Linked DNA regions of Astyanax mexicanus: region 1 is linked to region 2. The links are chromatin contacts, called in public Hi-C maps. All regions are on one chromosome and are shown on one strand. Each heading gives the region's core, a stretch centred on a gene start, on an enhancer-like site or on the middle of the called end of the contact. The rest is flanking DNA. Distances are from core to core; before and after follow the strand shown.

The links. Hi-C and Micro-C count contacts between places; a contact is called where the count stands out from the background.
Region 1: a contact with region 2 is called in a Hi-C map of muscle, with 17 times the contacts expected there. The contact joins the enhancer-like site here to the promoter of myclb in region 2. A contact is called at or near these places in 3 of 3 Hi-C or Micro-C datasets (blood and muscle).

The regions. Positions count from the first base shown.
Region 1 is chr3:45,099,016-45,105,208 of AstMex3_surface, reverse strand. No RefSeq gene overlaps it. Among protein-coding and RNA genes, the nearest start is that of trit1, 88 kb to the right of the region's middle. Within about 2 kb of position 4,943, the one cell type or tissue checked has an H3K27ac peak away from gene starts, as active enhancers do.
Region 2 is chr3:45,002,595-45,009,722 of AstMex3_surface, reverse strand. It overlaps myclb (MYCL proto-oncogene, bHLH transcription factor b), which reads right to left and starts at 5,626. Exons shown (of 3, transcript XM_007249274.4): 1 at 5,259-5,626; 2 at 3,302-3,971; 3 at 1-2,176. The coding sequence starts at 3,917. The coding sequence ends at 1,527.

The sequences.
Region 1 (6,193 bases), core at 3,694-6,193, 96 kb before region 2:
TAATCAAACCACAAAATAAGCCTAAAATAAGCTATATTTCATGCACTGACATCTTCTGGCACAAGTTCAACTAGATAGGAAATTAAAAATTATTGATCATAAGTGTTAAATTTAGTGTCCAAACATGCATATTGGACGTGAAAATACAGAACAAATTGATTCAATATGGGACCCAACATTTAATTGATAAATAAAGGAAGATTCCATATTTTACGGGACAGGTGGCAACCTTAAGTGCATGTAACAGTGGTGGTGATTCTGGAGGGCTGGATTATTGTAAAGTTTTGTGTTTTTTTTCTGCTTAAGAAAATGTGTGATTCAACTCAACTGTTAAAAAAAAAAAAAAAAAAAAAGGTTAAACGAAAATAAAGGTATAAATGAATGTCAAGGTAAATAAAAAACATTTCATGATTTACCTGGAATTCCACTTGGGGGTGATGTCTTCTCACAGTTTTGGGACTGCAGCACTATTTCCCACCATGTGTTTTTTTTATCTACATGAGCAAACTGCAATGTTTAATGATAGAATATAGTTCCTTTATAAACACAGTTAGCAAAACAATACAGAAACTAGAAGAAATGTGATCTTTAATCTTTAAAAATAAAATAAAAAAGCTATTTGAAAAAAAAGCACATTGCAGAAGGAATCAGTGTATTTCAAAGATTCATCCAGAAGGGGGCAGCAGAGTATTAAGGAACCAGTAGAATACGCAGCTTTTCCATTAAGTATTTAGGAAAAACTATTTATTTTATCATGCTCCTTATTAAACTTAAAATAAATGAAACTCTTAATTTATCAGTGTACATGATCAAGCAGATGTTAAAAAGGTCCACATGAAATTGCAGCTTATGCTGATGGTTTGAGTCTGCTCCAGTAAAGTAGGGCAGGAGGACACTGGAGATGAGATATGGAATGTGTGAGTCTATTACTGGAATACCATCATGGGAGTATAAAAAAAGGACCCAAAATGAGGCGGTTTTCTGAACTAACACCATCTCCTTGGAGTCTGAATTCCTGAAAGTACAACCAGTATCAGTCGAGGAGCGAGTTCTGCTTTGGATCATTGTGGTTGCCTAATCATGCGTCATGTTTTTCATAATAGGCGGAACATAAATAAAGTCTTTCAGGCTCCTGACCTCTGACTGATACATGGTGAACAGAGCATATTTTGCAGAAGTATATTCTTATCACGGATTGACAAATCGTACACTAAAACAATGAGACTAATGTTCTTTAAGCACATATACAGTATATAGACAGTGTTCAGTTTTAAAGGGTTGTTTAAACAGCTTATAAAAAACAGTTCTATGTAAATGTTAACATTATTAACAGCAAATAAAAGTGTATTTTATAGTTATGTACTACATTATAACTAATATATTTAGTAGCATCAGCATTTGTGATTGATCTATTCCTTCAGTTCAACTGGCATGGACAATTCTAGACAGACACCGCGGGTCACAATCATACCACACACACACACACAGCATTGTATTTTTGGGGATCAGGAAATCATAAATGCCCACAAACCTTTGGAAATTGAATGTCCCATCAATATGGCATCTACTTGTCCCATCAAGATGTCCCATCAAGATGTCCCATCAAGATGACACCTCACAACTTATACAGGTGAGAACGTTTCAAAGCTTTCTCCTGAGGTAAAACTTGACTATGACTTTTAGCATGTTATTGTATTGGTTTTACAGAAGTTACTAAAAAAAAAAAAAGTTACAATTTTTCATGTCTGAGTTTTTCTTTGTAATCCAATTGGGATGTTTGTTTTGTTTGAGTTTACATACAAAAACATTAATTATTTTTATTTTTTAATTTAACAGGAAAAGATCAAAGCCGTTTTCACTTTTAATAATAGTCAATATAAAAGACTTAGCTACAAAGTCTGTAGCATTTCCATTGGTCCATTCATGAAAACATTTTAAAGCAATGTAAAGAAAAAGTGCTCTGGAAAAAAAAAATAAGAAACCACTTAAGGATGATGAGTTTTTTTTTTTTATTTTACCAAATTAAAAACCTCTGGAATGAAATTAAGATGAAGATGGATAATCACAAGCCATCAAACCAAACTAAACTGCGTTAATTTTGGCACCAAGAGTGGCATAAATGTATCCAAAAGCAGTGTGTAAGACTGGTGGAAGAAAACATGCCAAGATGTATGAAAACTGCAATTAAAACCAGAGTTATTCCACCAAATATTGATTTCTGAACTTTTAATACTTTATTAATATGAACTTGTTTTCTTTGTGTTATTTGAGGTCTGAAAACTCTTTTTTGCATCTTTTTTGTTATTTTAGCTATTTCTCATTTCATGCAAATAAATGCTCTCAATGACAATATTTTTATTTGGAATTTGGAAGAAATGTTGTTCATAGTTTATAGAATAAAACAACGATGTTCATTTTACTCAAACATATACCTATAAATAGCAAAATCAGAGGTACTGAGGTGGTCTGTTGTACAAATTATGAGTAAGTTAAAATAGAAAATTTGTAGAAAAGGTGAGAACAATTTGCTTTTCTAGGCAGTCCTTTAGTATCACTTACCGAGTAACAAGCCTGTACTGTAGGGGGTAACACTGTAAGGTGGACAAGTCCAGACAAGTCCAGCTAAGATGAAAGTAATACATTAGAGAGAGTGTAAAGGAGAGTGAGGACGAGCTGCAGCTGCCCATCACTGAGGGGAATAAAACCCTGGGTCACTGGCGGCTCATGTTAGATTGCGCTCTGCTAGCCACACCTTTGGGAAGTTTCCAGGTAGGCTGAGGAGCAGTGGGTCCGTTGACAGGTGCAGGGCAAAGTAAACATATGAGCCAATGTGAGCGTGAGCCGTTGGCACCCCCACAAAGAGAGGGAGGGAGGAGGAGAGGAGAATCTGAAGGAGGCTGGCCCAGCACAAAGGACGGTTACAGGCTCATTTGCCTGCTAATCTGTTTCTGTTTCAGCGGCGTGATGTTTTTGGGGCAGTTGGAGAGTAAGTGTGCACAATTATGCTGTTAAACAGCTCAGTTATAACTGATAAAAGAGGCTTATCCTGAGTGACACACACACACATACACACACACACACACACACAGTATCGTCTCACGTGTATAACACCTTTGCCCTCTGTTGTTCCGTTGTTGCAGATAAATAGTGGCGTGTGACGGAAGTATTATTTTGGCAGCAGCTGCAGTTAGATTACCAACAGCTGCACTGTACCTTAGCCCTTCCACACCCACACAGCATGCTTTACAAGAGCAGGTGTGTTTATGGACCAAACAGGTCAATAATGTTGCTGAGGGCAGTGTTCAGATACATTTAACACTTCACCTCTATTCATACACACTGCAGCCATTAGCTGCAGAAAATAAATTTCTAGGCGGAGAGCAGACACAAAGAATGGACAGTATTTTCCTGGATGGCTGAAATAATATATATTACCGCTTCTGTGTTTCCCTCTTTTTCTGTGCGTTTCGCAGCTCAATATGTAAGTAGCACAAAAACACATCAATCTGAAAGTAACAATTCAACTGCAGCAATTTCTGTGTATTTCACACCAACCACAACATTACACATCTCTCTCCCCACTGATTGTAAATGTCTCAGTTGAGGTTTCTTTCTTGCACTTTGTCTTCAATAATCTGTCGATATCTCTATCCATCTTTTTATTCATTCATTTATTCTTTGGTCTGTTTATCCATTCATCCATCTATCTGCAAAATTGTCAACAATCTTTTTTTCCTTTTTGTATCTGTCCATCTATCCAACCATCTTTCTTTCAAACTGTCTCTCCATTCATCAGAATATCTATATCATCTATCTATTCTTTTATTAATCTGAACATAACATGATCCATCTATTCATACATAATCGGGTGGACAATCTATCCATACATTTATCAGTCTATACAATTATCTATCCAGCCAGATATTTTTACACAGTAAAATGAACACTAACAGCGTTGATTTAACACTAGCGTGTATCCATACATCTATTGATTGTCAGATGGATTATCTAAACATCTGTCTATTTACCCATACATCAATAGTCAAACAAACTATCCATTCATCTGTCTATATCCATCCATTCACATTTACATTTTGTATTTTTTTTTTGCATTTTGTCATTTATCCATCACTCCATTTCATGTCTATCATTCTTCATCTACTTATTATATTGTTGTTGTTGAAATATGCATCAAAATAATGAAACTGAATCATAGTGAAATCTGAAATCACTGTGTTTACATATCACACACCAACACATTTTCTCTTTCTGAATGCACTTTTGTTCTTATCCACAGGAATTGATACTGCAGGCAGGGAAGAGGCAAAACTTGTGGTTTTAGCAGAAAAAAAAGTTTCACTGAAACTACACACTGTACACTCACACAGACATGTGATCACACCAACAAATACTAATAAACCCTGAAATATGAGGAAATAAACAAGCAGTTACACTGGTCACACTCTTTCAATACATAGGATTAAAAAAGAACCTTACTGATGCAGATTTAGACTAATTCAGAAGCTGCTGTTAAGAAGAAAAGTTTGTAATGCGTTCTGTAGTAAGTAGTATTTTAAGGCAGTTAACCCTAGGCTGTAAGAACGGCGTGTTTCTCTTATGTAAGAGCTCTGGACATAAAGGTGAGAGCGCTCTTACATAAGCCGCGCTCCTCTCGAGGTGCTGCAGTGAGGAGAAGGAGCAGCAGCAGTGAAAGGGTTAACCCTGCCGCAGTCGCCCGTTAGCCCCGCCCGCGATCAGCAGCTCATTTGCATGCGAGACATTTGGCGGGAAAGGCTGGTGCGCGCGCTGCCTTTGTGCTAGAGCTCCGCCCCCTGCACCGGCTCCAAAGGCGGGAAAAAGCAGCGCGCGAAAAAACTGCAGCAAAAACTGCAGAGTGCAGCAGAGCGGCGCTGACCACGCCCTCCTCTCCCCGTCTCCCGCGGCAACCGGCGGCCAGCCGACCACGCCGTAACCGGGCAACCGGTACAAACACGCGCACAGCGCTGTGGACCAGCACGTTAGATAAACATGAACACATTAAACCGAGAGGCGCGAGCGCGGGAACGGAGGGGGTGTGTGAGGGAACGCCCGGGTTTTTCCCCGGTTAGAGCGCGAGACAGCCGGCCTTAGAGATAAACGAGAGAGAGAGAGAGAGAGAGAGTGTGTTAGAGAGAGAGAAAAAAAGTGTGTGTAAGAGAGTGAGAGAGGAAGAAGAGGGGAGAGGAGGGAAACATGGGAGGCCTCAGAGGAGAACATTGCACTGCAGTTATCTAAGATGCTGGTAAACAATGTTCTAACACACACACACACCTAAAATAAGTAAGTACACAACATACTCTCTCATTGCATGGTCACTGAGCTCATACACCACAATGACACCACATGCAAATCACTCAGATGACTGTGGTGTAACAATATAAAGGAAAGATAGTAAGCTACTAATGGTACTATACAGGAGGGTGTCAGTAAACCAGAATGTACTGGTTCTATGTCACACCCTTGGCAAACCCCCTCTGCATAACCCATTACCATTGCACCTAAAAGAACACAATGCTGCATTTGTACTGTCATTTTTGTATTCATATATTTAAAAAGCCTAGTGAATTGTATTACTCTATATATTTGTAATGTACAGTGGTAGAAGTGCACTATAGCAAATGCACAGATGGGCATACCTGAGGTGGTCTACCTACTGCATTTCATGGATTGTGAAGTTTCTGGATATTAATGTAACTTGATTAAATTATATAATTTGCAAAGCACTTGGACAATTGTTTTGCTGTTGCAGGTCTAGGATGTCCTGATTCCTGTCAGGCTGGAGTGTTAGAGTACATAACCATTGACACCATAGATTAATGTGTAGTTTTAGTGTTTCATGGTCATTTTGTTCATAACAAACTTTACATTTTTCTAGTAGTTTGTCTCAGTAGCTAGTTAACTTTCCTATTCCTCTTTAAAATTTTGCAACAGATGGCAGAGGCTGCCGGCTTTAAGGTGAAACGGAAAAATAAAAGAAAATAAAGGCTAATAAAAGCTAATTTCAGCTCCACATCACGGAATTTTTTTTTCGTCACATAAATGAAATACATTTTTAAGAACTCTGCTCCTGAAGCTTTATAGACACCAATTCAAAGTTTGCATTGTACATGTGCAGAGAACTGTGGGCAACTGAGGGCCTTGAAGTATACAACAG
Region 2 (7,128 bases), core at 4,377-6,876:
AAGTTACTTACAACAAAGATTTTCCACTTTATAAACGCACTTTATGAATCAATGACAAAAAAAAAGCCAATTTAATAAATTAATGAACTGATTTGATTAAACACCTGAGATTATACACTAATTCCGGGTGCAAGTACCATGGCTTGATTTATCCTCGAAAACCTTAAAAAGGTTTTCCAAATATACTTTGGTAGAATATATTCAATTAAGTCGAGAAACTCAAATCTACACAAGTGAAGGTGGTGCACCAAGCTAACGGATTATGAACTGTAATTCTAACATTAGATGAGCATTAGTGATGGGTAAAGAAAGCATATGCCACCAATGGGGAGGGAACAAAAAAGAACAAACAAAAAAGAGCAAATATTGCATACACAAAGAAATACTGAAATCTGTAGGAAAATAGAGTACAAAAGTCTCTTTAACATTTATGACTAACCTATTTTTAGATTTTACACACCCAAAACAAAGCAAAATAAAAAACAAAATCCACAAGATGAAATGAGTAGGCAGTGAAAACAGCATCAAAGTGGCTAGTGATACAAAGTAAAGTTGATAGTGTCATTTTATTTTCTTTTTTTATATGCCTTTTTGTTTTAACTTTTCTTAACAAAAATAGAAGCTTTGATATACTCATAAGAGTAAGCCAAGTGGGCCAACCAAGTTTCAGAATATATGAGGGAGGGGGGGAAACAAAAGTTAATCAAATCAACAGCATTGATTTTGGTATTAAAACAGAAAGCATATATAATATACCTGTATTTTACACATGAATCTACAGCAGAGCTATTATGTACAAATATGTCACAGTTTATATACAATGCAAGGCTGTGTAAGGCATCGACTCAAAATGTGCACCAATAGAAGAGGAAAAAAAAAAAAAAGAATTCTATGTGATCTTTACAGACAAACAGACAGACAGCTGGCTAACAACAGTGCTACTCCCTGTCTGTCTGTCAAAATCTAGTCCTGGCAAAATATTGCAGTGGGCCACAGACTTCACTTTGAAATATCTGAAGAAAATGTTAGTAATGGCACAGCAGGGCATTCAATTACATGTTTTAGGTTTTACTAAGCTTAGGAAATCTGATTTTTTTTGCAGATTCCATCACACTGAAATCTGTTAATTAGGGCAGCAACACGTGCATACAGGCTAAATGCTACATTTCAAATAATGCCGAACTGGCATGCTAACTCAATGTTACAGAATGTCCCCGACTAGGATTGTTCTAATATGTTTAAAAAAAAAAAAAAAAAGGGGTCACTTTAATCATCTCTTTTACGTAAGGTATAAACAAATCAGCAGGGCCTTCTTTGGGAAACGTAGTGAAGTTTATGTAATCTATAACACACCAACTGACTAGTCTGCAAATATCCATGTCGCCCTCTCCATAAGCCCACAAGCAAATGTGCAAAAATAAACAAACAAAACAAAAAAATCAATAATATTTATATTACAATAATACAAAATAAAGTACAGGTGTCTTTGCTTTTAAATATCTCAATTTTTTATCTTGTTTTTAACTTTAGGAGCGTTTTAGTTCTGCTAGCCTTCGAAGTAGCTGCTGCTGCCTGTTCTTAAGCTGCTTCTTTTCATGGGCTTTTTGCTTGTCAGTAATGTGCAGGGCACGCAAGTACTCCGCCGCTTTGGTCAGGATCACCACCTTTGGTGTCTTCGGACAGTCCATCAGACTGGGAATCTCGTCCCTCAAGGCCAGGAAGCGGGAGCGCAGGTCGTTGCGTCTCTTGCGCTCCAGGAAGTTGTGGTTCTTGCGCCTGTCCATGTCTTCGCTGTCTGAGCTCTGAGGGCTGGATGGCTGGGACTTGGGGCTGTGGTGGGATGAGGAGTGGGGCGGGGACGCAGGCATGGCCTGTGCTGGCATGGAAACAGCAGCAATAGACAAGTAGGGTTTGCTCTCAGGAGTGTGCAGTGTGGAACCTGTCCGTGGTTGGGGAGTCTCCTGGCGAACTTTCTTGCGAGGGGGCTCTACCTCAACCTGGCTGTCGGGGGAGGGAGCGGCGTAGTTGTGCTGCTGCTGGTGAATAGAGATGTGAAAGCGCTTCATGCCAGGGTCATAGGGGTCAGCACGCACGGTGATCGTGACCGGCTTACGGGAACTGACCAGCCGCGACTTGTGCTTGTGCTCTACTGTCACCACATCGATCTCCTCCTCATCTAAAAAAAAAAAAAGAAAAGAAAAGGAATAAATAAAGGACAGCACAAAATCAGATATACAATATATTACTGACCAATTAGCTTACATGTTATTGATGCTTAATTTTAGTGCACATAAATCTTCTACTCCCACTAATAACTAGATCTCAGGGTAAAATGAATGGTTATACATTGCATCTGTGGCTAGAGTTGTGCGCCGCCAAAAGTATTACACATGTTTTGAGGTTTTTGTAAACACAGAAGGGCTACTAGAGGTTGAGGAAACATTTAGATCAGACAGTCTCAAGGTTGACACATGACTCATCACAGCTGAGTATCCAAACTATCTGTTGAGCAGTTTCTTGTTCCCTTTTAATTGAAAAAAGTGCAGCTGAAGAACAAACAAAGAGGGTGAGGGAAAAAAAAGCACAAAAAAGATACAAGGACATGACCTAGAAGCCTGCCTAATTACTTAAAAGACAACCTTGGGTTGGCTAACCTTCAATAGTTGTTGTGGTGTTCTGGAACTGTAATGTGAAAAAACACTACATTTCTAAAATGTTTAATCTGCTAAAAAACTAAACTGTGCGTTAGGACATTTTAATCAAAATGCATGATTGCATATCCCTGTAAAAATAACCACCAATAAGATCTTCAAAAGTGGTCTACAATTCTTTCAGGAGCAGAGAAAAAATAAAAAGGAATCAGTGGTCTTTCATGACTTATCAAGTTTAGCTACATTTCTCACCGCTTCCTCTTTCAGCTGATCGTTCTCTGCTCCCCGCCCACAAGCACAACAATCCATCCCCTTGTTGGAGTTTAGGAATGTAGGACTATGGCACAAGTCCACACAGACATTCCACACATGATGTCAACCTCAAAACCGAAGAGGCATCATTGCATAACTCGTGTAACACCTCTATAACAGCGCCTTACGCACTCACCGAACTGAAGAGTTTAAAACTAATTCAATTAAAGAAGTACATTTGTATGACTTGAAGTAAAAAGGTGAGCATTGCCTGAATAAATCATGGTCTTTCGGATGATAAAACTTCTCTTGTTTGGACATGTTTAAAAATACACATAAAAAAAAACCCTGCATGCAGCATCATGCACTTGGATCAAAGTCAAGGACTATATGCCTACCAGAAGAATCGCTGCGTGACTCTGACCCAGACGACACCTGTTTCTTGCAGCTGCTGCTGCTCAGAGGGAAGGTCAGGACAGCCGCTGGATCCACACAATCCGTGGCCAAGCTGTTGAGCACAGGCGCAGCATCTGCAGGGACAACCTGCGATTTGCTCGGGTGCATGGAGTTAGTCTGGAGGGCAAAGGGCAGCTTGGACTGCCCCGAGCAAGACAAGCGCTCGTTGACCACTTTCTCAAGCCGCTGGCTGGCAGAAAAGCTGCTCCACATGCAGTCCTGGATAATGATGGAGCTCAGGTTACCAAAAGTCTTCTCCGCACTGACTTTACATTGTCCCTCATGCTCTTCGTCCTGCCCCAAGAACTGGGACACCCACTCCAGCTTGTCCCCTAGGGATGGATACACTGCCCCATTGGCACCCTCCACTGTCCTGATGGGAGACATGGGCGGGGTTGGGACAAGCTCGAACTTCTTCCAAATGTCCTCACTAGGCGCGGTGGACTTGAAGAAATCCTCGTCCAGGTTGTGGTCATCGTAGAAATAGTGTTGGTACTGATCACAGTCCTCCATCTCCCACCTGTCACAAGGCGGAAGGTTTGCACTGATTCCTGGCATCGGTCTGCTCAACAGTGCAACTTCAGAGTAAACACAGGTCACAGCACACAAGATCTGGAAGAGAATTGGGGAAAATAATAGTTTAAAAACCAAGACATGCTGTGATGAATTCATTCAAAAGTGTTCAATTGACTCCCCTCAGGCCTTAGTTATCCATCAATGAGGAAACTTGCCTTTGTTCTTTCTGTGTTTTCTATTTTTTTAGCCCTTTGTCCTGAAGTAGTTCAGATTTACTGCAAGCTAAGTAAGTCATTAATCAAAGGCAACAAGCATGACCTAGCACTCATGCACTGTCTACTTCACTGTAGCTCTAAATGAGCTTAGTTCCTAAAATATTGAGCTTGTTAAAGATACTTCAGAACTTGGTGGGTTTTAGGTGGGTTCCATCACCTAAAAAGTGTGAGCTCAGCTCAATTATTTGTGTGGTGGTAGAGCCTTAAAAAAGTTTCGCAACACAGTTAGTAGCTACACCATTGCACAACAACATGATGCAGTGTCAGAGGGTTTATACTACAGCAGAGTTGGCTCACAGTACTTCTGGGAAAATTACCTAGCTAATACTACCTTACTACTTACTTACTGTTCACTCTAAGCTGCAGCACTGCTGGCTTTGCTAAGAAAGTAGCTAAATAACTACTGATTCTGAAGCTAGTTATACTAAAGTTACTTAACCTGAATTATCTCTAGTGATGAAAAAAAAAAAAAAAATCTAAGAATGCTGTTTTCTGTCTGTAGTGCACTCTAAAATTCTACTATAAAATCTATACAGCAAATAAATCATGCATTTTATTTCATATTGAACTTTTTATTTCATAAACCATTCATAAACAGCAAACACATGATTAAAAGTGTTCTAAATCAAGTTAAATGAGTTAAATTAGCTGATACTTTGCCTGAATGATTCTAGTACTACTGTTTTTCCAGTGTTTTTGCAGTGGCTGGGGCCAAATTACTGTTTCATTGGTTTATAATGCAACAAAACATAAAAAAAAGAAAGAAAGAAAATACATCATGTTCATTGTAATGGTTGCAGGGTCTGAAAGGGTTAAGCTTCACCTATTGGCTCCAACTCTGGATCTCAATAACCCAGCTGAGTCAAATAAGACCAACCCAACTCCTTAAAAACACACACACACACACACACACACACACACACACACACACACACACACACACACACACACACACACACACACACACACACAGCTGATCCAGCTCATGCATCAGTGAGTGATCCAACTAATTGAACCTAGCTGGTTAACTTAACAAAGCCACCAAGTCCAATAAACCCCAAAAAGAAGAGCTCCACTCAGGACCCAGCCCAGCTCCTTCCATCCTTACCTTAAATTAATCCCCAGCCTCCGTGTCCTGCAAGACATTTGAGTCGTAAAAATCCACAGCGAGACTTCTGTTGTTGGGGCTGAGCTCAGTTCAGAGCTCCACTCTGCTGCTGCTGCTGCTGTACTTCTTTCCCAGCACTTTCTCTCTCTCTCTCTTACACACAGATTATTCTCTGAAAAAGCGCTTTCCAACAAACAGTAAAGGTCCCGGAGAAAATTCCCTCCTCTCTCCGTGCTTTCTCTGCAGCGCTGTATTCTCTCAGGCTCAGCTGATCAGTCTCTCCGAAAGGGAAGAGCGTGAAGAGTCCCGGCGTGAACGCAGGAACAGTTCAGTGCCACACTGCGGCTTCACTCACTCTGGATCCTTCAAGCAACTCCAGCGCGGTTTAATCCACAAGAGCGGGCGGGCTGATTTGCATAAAAGGCTGGTAGTAGTCGCGAGGCCACGCCCCCGTTTAAAGAGACAGGACCAGTCATAGAGCTCTGAAATATGAGAGTGAAATCAGGTATTCTTGGGTGTTTTTCTGACAGATAGATAGATAGGCATAGTTGTCCATTGTTCACTTTTTTCACTTTTTCACTATTCTCTCAAAGCACTATTATCAATATTATTAGTAGTATTATTAATCCTCTATGGCATCAGTCCCTCAATTTCCTATCTATCTATCTATCTATCTATCTATCTATCTATCTATCTATCTATCTATCTATCTATCTATCTATCTATCTATCTATCTATCTATCTATCTATCTATCAATCGTATGTTTTGGGAGGAAAAAATGCTTTATCATGAATAATGATAAATTGTATTGGAAATAGATATGCCTTGTAACATTATTTTAAATATTAGTAAACAATTTATTAATTTTGTAAATAAAAACGTATGATATGGTGTGGTATGATAACCACAAGTTTGCAAAAGTTTGGCTTGTTTCCTGAGATCACATATAGATTTATACCATGCATACCTATTTGTATTTCTATTTGTATGTAGTTGGTTTATATATGTAGAGATGATTCAATGGATATTTTAATTTATTGTATTTTTCTTTTCTTTTTGCTTTTGATAAATGCCAAACAAGTAATCTGATTTAGTTTATAGGACTGGTAGATGCCTGCTAAGATGTTGCTAGGTGTATAACAGATAGATGAAGGCTATAGTGTTGCCCACTATGGTGTTTTGCATTGAACCTTTAATAATAAAAAAATATATATGTAAACTGAAAAAGTAATTGTATTAAAACAAAGTAAAAGGAGTCCAGAGTGCATATATATACTTGTGCAAGGCAGAAAAAAAACACCATCACACCACACCACATCACACACTCATTATATATACACTGTATGTATACTACACACACTATACCATATTTTAGCTTTTGTTAAAGTTTGTATACAGTAGATGTACTCATTCCTAAAGATCCAAGTACATATCAGATCATCTACTCTCCTTCTACCTTAGTGGTCAACAGTGCAGCCAGACTGGCCAACTATTTTTGCTTATTTACCATAACCTGCAGTTATTAAATCCTGTGCTGGATTAAAAAAAATACCTAAACGTTAATGCTTGTTTGGAGAAATACCATAAAATTATCACAATTACTATTACTATTTCCTGAAATGACTTGTATGAAATCAAACATTTTTAAAATTATGTTTGAAGAACCCCCACACATCAATGAAAGCCTTTTTCCTAATACTGTGTGTGGGAACCTTTAAGTGTGTAGCTCGGCCCTTTCAGAAGTTCTAGTGAGCAAACACTTGTAGGTCTCACCTCTGATAGGATACACTTAAAATACTTCTGAAGAACAAAATGATAAGTAGGCCTTCAACACCTCACAGGAGCTGCAGCTGAAATATACTTAAAGCA